Regions from separate parts of the Pan troglodytes genome. Here region 1 is linked to region 2. Evidence: chromatin contacts called from public Hi-C data. All regions are on one chromosome and are shown on one strand. The core of a region is the stretch at or near the end of the contact, and the rest is flanking DNA. Distances in the headings are between cores, read along the strand shown. Region 1 holds the start of HIVEP1 (HIVEP zinc finger 1). Region 2 has its middle 48 kb from the start of TMEM170B.

What was found. A called contact is a pair of places that touch in the nucleus more often than the background predicts.
Region 1: a Hi-C map of stem cell-derived neural progenitor cells shows a contact between it and region 2, with 4 times the contacts expected there. The contact joins the promoter of HIVEP1 here to the enhancer-like site in region 2. A contact is called at or near these places in 1 of 7 Hi-C or Micro-C datasets (stem cell-derived neural progenitor cells) and 1 of 1 datasets of contacts at active chromatin or transcription factors (stem cell-derived excitatory neurons).

The regions. Positions count from the first base shown.
Region 1 is chr5:17,951,983-17,957,241 of NHGRI_mPanTro3-v2.0_pri, reverse strand. It overlaps HIVEP1 (HIVEP zinc finger 1), which reads right to left and starts at 1,320. Exons shown (of 9, transcript XM_016954906.4): 1 at 969-1,320. It overlaps LOC134810268 (a long non-coding RNA gene), which reads right to left and starts at 2,103. Exons shown (of 3, transcript XR_010157899.1): 1 at 2,017-2,103; 2 at 1,853-1,902; 3 at 1,460-1,565.
Region 2 is chr5:17,531,124-17,536,278 of NHGRI_mPanTro3-v2.0_pri, reverse strand. No RefSeq gene overlaps it. Among named protein-coding and RNA genes, the nearest start is that of TMEM170B, 48 kb to the right of the region's middle. Within about 2 kb of position 2,773, at least 5 of the 24 cell types and tissues checked have an H3K27ac peak or open chromatin away from gene starts, as enhancers often do. A contact at or near this core is called in stem cell-derived neural progenitor cells, where this site is marked.

The DNA.
Region 1 (5,259 bases), core at 71-2,570, 420 kb before region 2:
AACTATTTCCTTGAGCAGCAAACCGATATTAAACTTTTATTTGAAATATATACAATACAGAATAGTTTCCTAGTAAGTTTTTGAATTTTCTAAATGCAGTTTCTTTTCCTAATTCTGCCTACAATTCTTCCTAGATATCAGGATGCAGGGAAACCTGGCTATACTATAAAGTAGCTTCTTTAGGCTTGTTTTGTGGCAAATCCAATATATTTTCTCAAAATGTATCAAATAAACAGAGCGTGGGAAAAAAATGAAGCAGAGGGTGAATGTGGAGGGTGAATGTGAATGGTAAACTGCAGTTTCAACTGTCAAAAATCCTGGGACAATGCAGGAGCAAGTGACCATTCTCTGCCCCCAAAAAAGAGGGGGCTCCTGGAGCTCCATTTCTCTATGGTTCCATCCCCACCGTCCGCGTGAACGCTTCTGGAGCCCCCCTTGGGGAAAGTGGGGTTCGAGGGAGGATAGTGTCACTGAAAAGCTCAACACACGTTTTTCTTGGCGAACAGTTTGGAGAGGGCACAAAGTCCACCCCGGAGCCGCGTCCACTGGGCCCCGCGCCACCCTGCCCGCCCCCGCCGCTGCGTCCACGGCTCGGGTTCCCACGCGGCCGCCCGGCCGGGCCCGGCTCAGGCTCCCCCCTGGCGCGGCCCCGCGGCCCCGGCCCTCCGCCCAGCGCGCGGCCCGGCAGCGCCGCCGCCGCCGCCGCCGCCGCCGCCACCGCCACGCGGAGATCCCGGAGGTTCCTCCCCGCCGGCCGCCGGGTCACGCCGCTCGTCCCTCCCCTCGGCCCTCCGCCCTCCGCCCTCCGCCCTCCGCGCGCGCTGGGCTTTCCCGTCCACCGGCCGAATCCCCTCCTCCTCTGGGCGACCCGGCGACAAAACCTTCCCCGCACGCCCTGCCAACTCTGCCCCACGCCCAGGCTCTTCCCAAGCCAGGCGCCAGACAAAAGAACCGAGAGAAAAACTTACCCGAACTGCAACACAAAAGTCTGATCCAAAGCTTCCTGGGTTTAACTTTTAATTTTAAAAACAAAAAAGCAGAAACCAAAAGCCTCCTAGGTTGGAAGTGGGCGTGAGAGGAAATGCTAGAGGGAGGCGCTTCATTCCCCGGGCTGCCTGTGCCCCCCTTTCTGGCCCCTGCCCGGGGCTTTGATGTTATCTAGTGCACCGCCTCCATCCGTTTCTACCTTGGGCTCTGCGCCGCCGAGAAGATAGACAGATCTTCCGCACTTCACTTGCAGGTTCTGAGAGAGGCAAGCAGGTAGTCGCGGGAAAGGACCCACGCTCCTTAGCCCCGCAGTGAGAGAGGAACATTTGCACGGGCTTCCTGTTGCTACCTGGACTGAAATGAACAATCCACCCCTCTAGTGATCCTGGAGACTTGCACCGTATGGTCTTTCCTGCTAGACGCACAGCGGGAGGCCTCCTACATTAGATTCATTTTCCCTCCACCCGTAGCACAAACTTGTAAGATGGTGGTGGAGTATGTTTCCTGAGGCTTTGTTCGGGTTTTAGATCTCCGTTTGGAAGGTAAATATTATTTCCCTTCTGAGACAGTCCTGCAGCCTTGAAGAGACAAGAATAAAAATCTAAAGGCAACAAATTCTATAACATGCTTTACATACACCATAAATTCCCTTATGGGTCAAAATATCCGCACACTTTCCCCTCACGTTATGAAAAGCTTGTAACTGTTGATTTTCTTTTGTCTGGACACTAGCAGGCACTGGATATAGTTTTTCATTAGGTTAGAAGTCTCGGGACCATCACTAACAAAACACTACAACAAAGAATTTTTTTTTTTAACAGATTAGTGATAAAGAAGGACGGCAGTGTCTAGCAATCAGCCTTACCTGTGCCTCCACTTTACACCAAACAGAAGCTTGTGTTCAGGCCTTGCCCTCTGGAAGATTACAAATTAATGGAGACAGGATAAACACATGGAAAAATACCTAGAGGGAAAAAAAGATATAAGAGGCTTATAAACAGAGCCAATTAAAGTTATACAGTTATTTACATGATCGCTGAGAGGCTTCTGCTTGAGTAGAGGACAGGGTGAGCAGAGTCCCATCCTGGGGGTGAGTTCTCAGTGGGATATTGAAGGAGAGAAAGTTCACGATTTGGCAGTGGTGGAAGTACAGCATTCTAGAGGAGGGAAATAACTTGAAGGTGAGAGCAAGTGAACTGTGTGTGATGGTTTTTCCACCGAGAGCAGAAAGTCCAAGCAAATGGGAAACAAGTAACACCCACGCCAGGACACTTTTGAGAGTGAAAGGGAAGGTATTAATAATTATACTCAGGGCCGGGCGCAGTGGCTCACGCTTGTAATCCCAGCACTTTGGGAGGCCGAGGAGGGCGGATCACAAGGTCAGGAGATCGAGACCATCGTGGCTAACACAGTGAAACCCTGTCTCTACTAAAAATAGAAAAATTAGCTGGGCGTGGTGACGGGCGCCTGTAGTCCCAGCTACTCGGGGGACTGAGGCAGGAGAATGGTGTGAACCCGGGAGGGGGAGCTTGCAGTGAGCCAAGATCACGCCACTGCACTCCAGCCTGGGCCACAGAGCGAGACTCCGTCTCAAAAAAAAAATTATGCTCAGATGAGAGATGTACACCTGGATTGCCCCGGGGCCATTGGGAAGGGTGGGTTCTCTCGTAATGAGCTAGGAAGACAGAATGGGCAGGCAACAGGCAACCAGAGAAGAGCCTACTCAGTCATCATTTGGAAGGAATTAAGACATGATATTACAAACAGTTGGTAGCTATTTGGAGACATCTGGCCTGAGAATGGTCTTTTTAAGGAAAGTTATTGTTACTGATGGATTTAGGATCGATATGGAGGCTGGTTACAAAAACTGCAGTAACATTAGCAGTTGTAATAATGGTAGTGGTAGTGATTAACAGCTATTGAGCGCTTACGACTTGCCGGGTTTTCCTATATGAACTCATTTAGTCCCCGCCATAAACCCACACTGTAGATGAAGAAACAGAGGCTTAGAAATGCTACATAGTCTTCCGGAAGCTACAGAGCTGGTAAATGATAGAACTATGATGGGGATCCAGAAAATATTCAGATGCTCAAAGTTTAAAGATTATATTTTGTGAAAACCAGATTTCAATAACTTTATAATATTCTACATCAATGGAGCGAATAAGAAAAGGGAATTTTTTAAAGTTTTTCAAATTTCGATGTGTCATGAAAATGATGGGCATCCTGGCATGGTGTGAGGCTTAAGGGAAAGAAGAGAAAATGTGTTTGATTGATTTTAACCATGTCCAGTTTTTAGAAGGATGATTTAATTCACATTTACGCCAGTACTGATACTGTTACCTGTAGGAGACGTGCTATTAGAGCAAACCACATCTCACTGAAAAGCCTCTCTTTCAATGGCAAGTAACGACAGTTTAATGGGTATTATTTGGTGTACTATCTGTGAAGAGGGGAAAGAAAACTAGATGTGATTGATACCTGCAGTTCCTGAAAGAATTCCTCATAAGCTATGTCCACAAGTGGCATACTGAGGAACCCTAGAGGAAGAATAACATTCAATGAAAATGACCCAACCTTATCTGTGATCTAACAAGGTGGTATTTTTGTTACAGTGGGCCCTGAGCTAATACAGTGTCCCACAGTTCTAGAGGCTGGGAGTTCAAGATCAAGGCATCAGCAGGGTTGGCTTTCTCCGAGGCCTCTCTTCTTGGCTTGTAGACTGCCACCTTCTCTCTGTGTCCTCACATGGCCTTTCCCAGGTGTAGTGCTTATACAGAGAGAGGGAGCACTGGCTCTTTGGTGTCTCTTCTTTTAAGGTCGCTAATCCCATTAGATCAGGACCCCACCCTTATTACCTAATTTAACCTTAATTACCTCCTAAAGACTCTATCTCCAGATTCAGTAACATTGGGGGTTAGGGCTTCAACATATCAATTGGGATGCTGGGGGGACAATTCAGTTCATAGCAGATACCAAGAGTATATTTACATAGAATTGTAGATAGAGTTAATGCCGGCCTAGGAAAGGGGCTTGTCAGTTGCTTGAGGAGGAGCCGAAAGACTTCATTCTAGACTTTCTTATTTCCATGAAGAATTACTCCTAAATAACTCTTAAAACATTGTTGTGTAAATACTCTTTCACATTTCTAGTAAAATGGTTCTCAAACCTCCTGTGGAAAGCTGTCTTGGTGCACACCTTTATTGTGTTATAAATAAAGTGATTTTGTCGATTGCCAAAGGATTTAAGGGTTTTATTTTCCCCATTGTAATCACAATCTGAACACATGTAAATTAAACATGATATGTCCTATCTCAAGTGTGGATACCCCCTCCCCTATCCCATAGTCTCTGCCTCATCATCATTCATTAATTTCCTTTATAACATCGCACAGTCTACAATTATCTTATTGGCTTCCATGTTTATTATCTCTCAACCCTCTACTAGACTATGAGGGCCATGAGTGAAGTGGCAATGCTTTGTTCCTCTCTGTCTGTCTCCCCAGCACCTAGAACAGTGTTGAAATAAATGTGTGTTGAATGAATGTTGTAGTCTGAGGCCTGCTCACCTTCCAGTTTAGTTGCTAAGCCTTTCATATCAACTTAATTGCTTTCTTGCTTTTGCATTTTTCTTTAAACATCCTTTTTAAATGTTCTGGACTCAAAATTATTATATATAACACAGTTAAAGGGGATCTGCTCATTTTATAGACTGGGAAGCCAATATAAGGAGTCATGTGAATTAAATGACAGCATAACCAGCTGGTTCCTGGCAGAGCTTGACTGGAGAGCTCCCAGTCCATCCTCCCTCTCCCCTTCTTTCTGCTCCCAAATCCTTCCTCTTTTATGCCTTTCCTGATTCTTACCAGAAACTCCATTGCCTTTTGCTTGCTCTTAATCTTCATTCCTAGATTTTTTTTTAAAGTTTCTTTTCTGCTGTAGTTTTGATAGAGGTTCCATGGCTTAAACATGTAGTATGGATGGAAGGAAAGAAGGGAGGGAGGGAAGGAGAGAGGGAAAAAGGGAATATATGTGTATAAAATTAAGAAAACGCCAGGCACAATGGCTCACGCCTGTAATCCCAGCACTTTGGGAGGCTAAGAGGGGCCGACTGCTTGAGCCAGGAGTTTGAGACCAGCCTGGGCAACATGGGGTAACCGTGTCTCTACAAAAAATACAAAAATTAGCCAGGCATGGTGGTGTGCACCTGTAGTTCCAGCTGCTCAGGAGTCTGAGTCGGGAGGATCCCTTGAGTCTGGGAGATCAAGGTTGC
Region 2 (5,155 bases), core at 1,524-4,023:
GGTGTGTAACTCTTATGACTGAAGAGCTCCCTCACAAGGTATTCCTGATAGAAGAAAACAGGACTTAACCCCTCAATAAGATCTCATGTGAACATTTGGGCCTTTGTACGTCTTGTCTCTTAAAAGTCATAAGCCAAAGCATTGTGGCAGGAAAATGAGCTAGTCATGGGTTACCCAGGAAGCAACCAGTTTCCAAGGGGATCCCTTTGGGCCTCTAGGGATTACCTGAGTCCAGGCAATTAGGCTGCTATGGCCACCTCTGTTCTGCTCTTAACATGCACATCTGTTCAAACAGCTGTCCAGGTCTCATAAGAGACCTTTGTTTAACCAAGTAAGTGGCTTTCTTCATTTATTAAAAGCATTTTACCTTTCCCTCAAATAAGAACAGATTGTGAGGACAAAATGACATTATAGATGTGAAAATGGTTTGAGAGTAAAAGTTGAATTCCAACATTATTACAATGATGACCCTATCAGTAATATAGGCTTTACATATATCCTCTAGGCACTTGTAAAAAATGAAAAACAGGCCAGGCACAGTGGCCCATGCCTGTAATCCCAGCACTTTGGGAGGCCAAGGCAGGTGGATCACCTGAGGTCAGGAGTTTGAGACCAGCCTGGCCAACACGGTGAAACCCCATCTCTACTAAAACCACAAAAATTGGCCAGGCATGGTGGTGGGCACCTGTAATCCCAGCTACTTGGGAGGCTGAGGCAGGAGAATCACTTGAACCTGGGAGGCAAGAGGTTGCAGTGAGCCAAGATCGCGCCATTGCATTCCAGCCTGGGCAACAAGAGCGAAACTCTGTCTTAAAAAAAAAAAAAAAGCCAGAAGTTATGTGAAAAGCTGAATTTAGATCAAGACACTGTGTGCGTATATATTCTTGCATGTGCATATATGAACACATATGTTTGTGTATGATGTTGGCCAAGACATGTAACCTGTATGCCTCAGTTTCTGGATCAGCAAAATTGGAATAATACCTCTGCCTTGTTGAATTGCAAAAAAGGGAAAAAAAACAGAAGTTAGAGTTTAGATTTGAAATTTTCTTCCCTTCTCGTTCACCTTGCAAAAAATCCTCTAAGTTAAACAAGTTTCAAATGAATCTGGACGTAGACTAAGGCTCAGAACTACATGGACATGTTAAGTGTCAAACGCTTGGAGCCAAACTGGTCCTGGCCTAGGAAAGTCTGAGAATAACAGGCCTATACTGATGCTGTCCTGTTAAAAGTTTCAACTTCCATTTATGAGAAAGCAAAAAGAGTTGACGTGTTTTCAGGTTTACTGAAGAAGAAATTGGCATAGAGAGATTAAGTCTAATGTGAGGTCTCATAGGCACAAAGGGTCAGAACCTGGGAGAAGACCCAGGTCTCATATCATCCCCTCTCAGGTAACATGCACAGGGCTTTCAAAAGTCACGAGTCTCAAGAAATAGGAATGCTTTTACGCTATTGATGGGAATGTAAATTAGTTCCACCATTGTGGAAGACAGTGTGGTGATTCCTCAAGGACCTAGAACCAGAAATACCATTTGACCCAGCAATCCCAATACTGGGTATATATCCAAAGAAATATAAATCATTCTACTATAAAGACACATGCACATATGTTTACTGCAGCACTATTTACAATAGCAAAGACATGGAACCAACCCAAATGCCTATCAATGATAGACTGGATAAAGAAAATGTGGTACATATACACCATGGAATACTATGCAGCCATAAAAAGGAATGAGATCATGTCCTTTGCAGGGACATGATGAAGCTGGAAGCCATCATTCTCAGCAAACTAACACAGGAACAGAAACCCAAACACCACATGTTCTCACTCATAAGTGGGAGTTGAATAATGAGAACACATGGACACAGGGAGGGGAACGACACACACCAGGGCCTGCTGGTGGGTGGGGGGCAAGGGAAGGGAATCTAGAGGATGAATAAATAGGTGCAGCAAACCACCATGGCACACGTATACCTATGTAACAAACATGCACGTTCTGCACATGTATCCCGGAACTTAAAGAAAAAAAAAAAAGTCACGAGTCTCTCAAAATTGTAGTTTCCTCAACCCTACATCTCCCACTCATCTCTGTACCTTCTCCTATTTTCCACATCAAAGATAGCACAAGCATCTTCTTTTAACACATTTTGGAGTCACCCACCGACACCAATTCCCACGAAAAGTAAGCCAAGTGTAGTTTTTTTTTTTGTTTTTTGTTTTTTTTTGGCAACAGAGTCTCACTCTGTTGCCCAGGCTGGAGTGCAGTGGTACCATCTCAGCTTACTGCAACTTCCACCTCCCGGGTTCAAGCGATTCTCCTTCCTCAGCCTCCCAAGTAGCTGGGATTACATGTGCCCGCCAACATGCCCGGCTAATTTTTTTGTATTTTTAATAGAGAGGGTGTCTCACCATGTTGGCCAGGCTGGTCTCGACCTCCTGACCTCAAGTGATCCGCCTGCCTCGGCCTCCCAAAGTGCTGGGATTACAGGCATGCGCCATCTGTAGTTCAGTCTGAACCTCATGTCTGAAGTTCAGTCCTGATTGAGGACCCTGAGTGCAGGGGCACGTGTGTCCCCATGGCTGCTGTAGGCCACACTGTGGGAAAACAAAACTCGCGCTTTTACAACCAGAACTCTGGAGCTGAAAAGACCAACCCTCCCTCTCTGAGTTTGAACTAAATAGTTTGTCTCTGTAGCATAGTAAACAAAGCAGAGCAGCTCACTAGCAACAGGATCCGCGGTGGTTGGTGACTATGTGCACAGCTGATGGGTAAGTCCCGGCCATCTTTCAGGATTCATTTATGCTGGCCGCCTTGGCTTCCTCATCTTGTACATATTTGGTTTAGAGAATGCGAGGAATTTGCTAGCTGAGCAAGTTTATTCATCCTGCTTTCTAACTAGGCTCTTTCCCACGGAGGTATGTTTCTAAAATTTCCCTCAGCAGGCTTTGCTGCAAAAGCAGTGCGGGGTTCAACGGGACCATTTAAATCTAAAATAAATCCTCCCTAGAAATGCACTGTTCTCTGTCAGGACAGAATCTGGCTCTGTCTTCGAAACAGAAGTGCCTGAACTTATTACCAAAACTTCTAGCAAAGGCTGGAAGGACATCATCCCTCTATGTGCAGACAATACATTGAAAGAGGCCAATGGGACAAAGGTTATTTTGTAAGCACTCACTGCGTGCAACATGAGATGTCATTCCGTTTTACTAATGTGAGAACTGACTGTTGCAGAAGTTAAATGACTTGGACAAGTTCAATTACTAAGTGGTAGAGCAGGAATTTAAAACCCAGTCTCATGACACAAGGCAGATTGCATATGTGTGCATAACCCCAAGTTGACCAACTGTATAACTAAATGTCACTAAGAAAGCATAGACTACTAAATTAGATACTAAGATGTCAAGGCTTGCATCTGTAATACTAGCTATTTGAGAGGCTGAGGCAGGAGGATTGCTTGAGGCTAGGAGTCAGAGACCAGCCTGGGCACCAAACACAGTGTGACTCTCTCTAAATAATAAATAAAATACACTAGGTAAAATAAATAAATTAGATAAAACCATTATGCACTGAGTTGGAATTTAAGAAAAATATATAAATCAAAGTCTAGATTAATGACCTACAAAAATCATAAACTAAAGTGATTTTCTAATTTGCAAACAACCCTGATAGGTTGTTTCTAATTTGCAAACAACCTATCTTAATAATTCTTTGGAAAGTTAAATTGGCTAGTGATGACATGAAGAAACCTTAATTTTTCTCATATTCAATTTTCTGGTGTGCATTTCTTTTGGGAAAAAAAAACATTAAATGTATCATATGGAAATGAATCCAAAAGTAACAATCAGTTAATTTCAGTTCATAGGTAATGTCCAAGGCAAAAGCAAGGAGAAAAATAAAATAGAACCACTGCACCATCTAGTGACGGAACTCTTGCTTTACAAGAAAACCACCTGATACAATTACATTTTGCAAATCAGTCCCCAGAACTTTCTGAGCCTGAAGAATATTCATAAAATTGTCCAAAAGAAGAATGCCTAGTGACAATGAATCATAGAAAATTAAGAGCAGACAGGATAGATTCCTCTCCTAAGTTTCCATTTGGAAGCTAGAGGCAAACCCAATTTTCAGTCCTCAAAGAGTAGGTGCCATGGATCCTGTTTACTTTCCCCTCTGCACCCAGAAGCTTGATGTAGTATTTTATGAGCTAATAAGGGTTTGAAGCCGGGCATGGTGGCACACACCTGTAATCCCAGCTACTCAAGAGGCTAAGGAGAAGGACCGCTTAGGCCCAGGAGTTCGAGACCAACCTGGGCAACACAGTGAGCAATCCACTCTCAAAAACAAAATAATAAAGGTTCAACTGCAAAACACAGATGGTGTAAGGACGTATTCAGTACTGAAATGTTTCTCCACAAGCCTGACTAGGACTCATTCATAATGGTAAACACAAGGCTCAGTTTAAGACTAAAGCGTCTTCCTTCTAATTACCTTCCCCTGTAGTTTTGTCCAATGTAGGTGGTGATAAATCTGAAATTTACTAGCCAGGCATGGTGGTGCACACCTGTATTCCTAGCTACTGGGGAGGCTGAAGAGGGAGGATCACTTGAACCCAGGAGGTCAAGGCTGCAGTGAGCTAATTACACCACTGCACTCCAGGCTGGGCAACAGAGTCAGATCTCATCAATCACTCATTAAATCTGAAATAAGTAAATCTGAAATTTAATGTCTTATTTGAATGCTCAGCAAATAACAAAATGCCCAAAGAAAACTGACTTATTTTTTTAAATTACAAAAATATTACTTCAAGGGCCAAAAAAGATACTAGAACTAAAATAGAAAACTTTTTTGGATCTCAAGATTTATATTTTGTCCAAGATGTTAACATTCATGGCCAGGGAGAAAATGTATTGAATAATTTTATGATTAGTATGAATAAAAAAAATTACCAAGGAAAAAGAAAATACATTTCCACGGAGTAATTATGTGGAATGAGTAGGTCAGTGTATGTGAAAAAACGTTTACTTCCATTATGCTTGCGCAATGTTTAAAGTGAAGCTAGTTTTCATTCCAGCAAGATTTGAAACATCTATAGTGACTGGCTCTGTCAGCTCCAATCTCTTCACAGGCAAGATAGCAGTTGAATCTAGTTG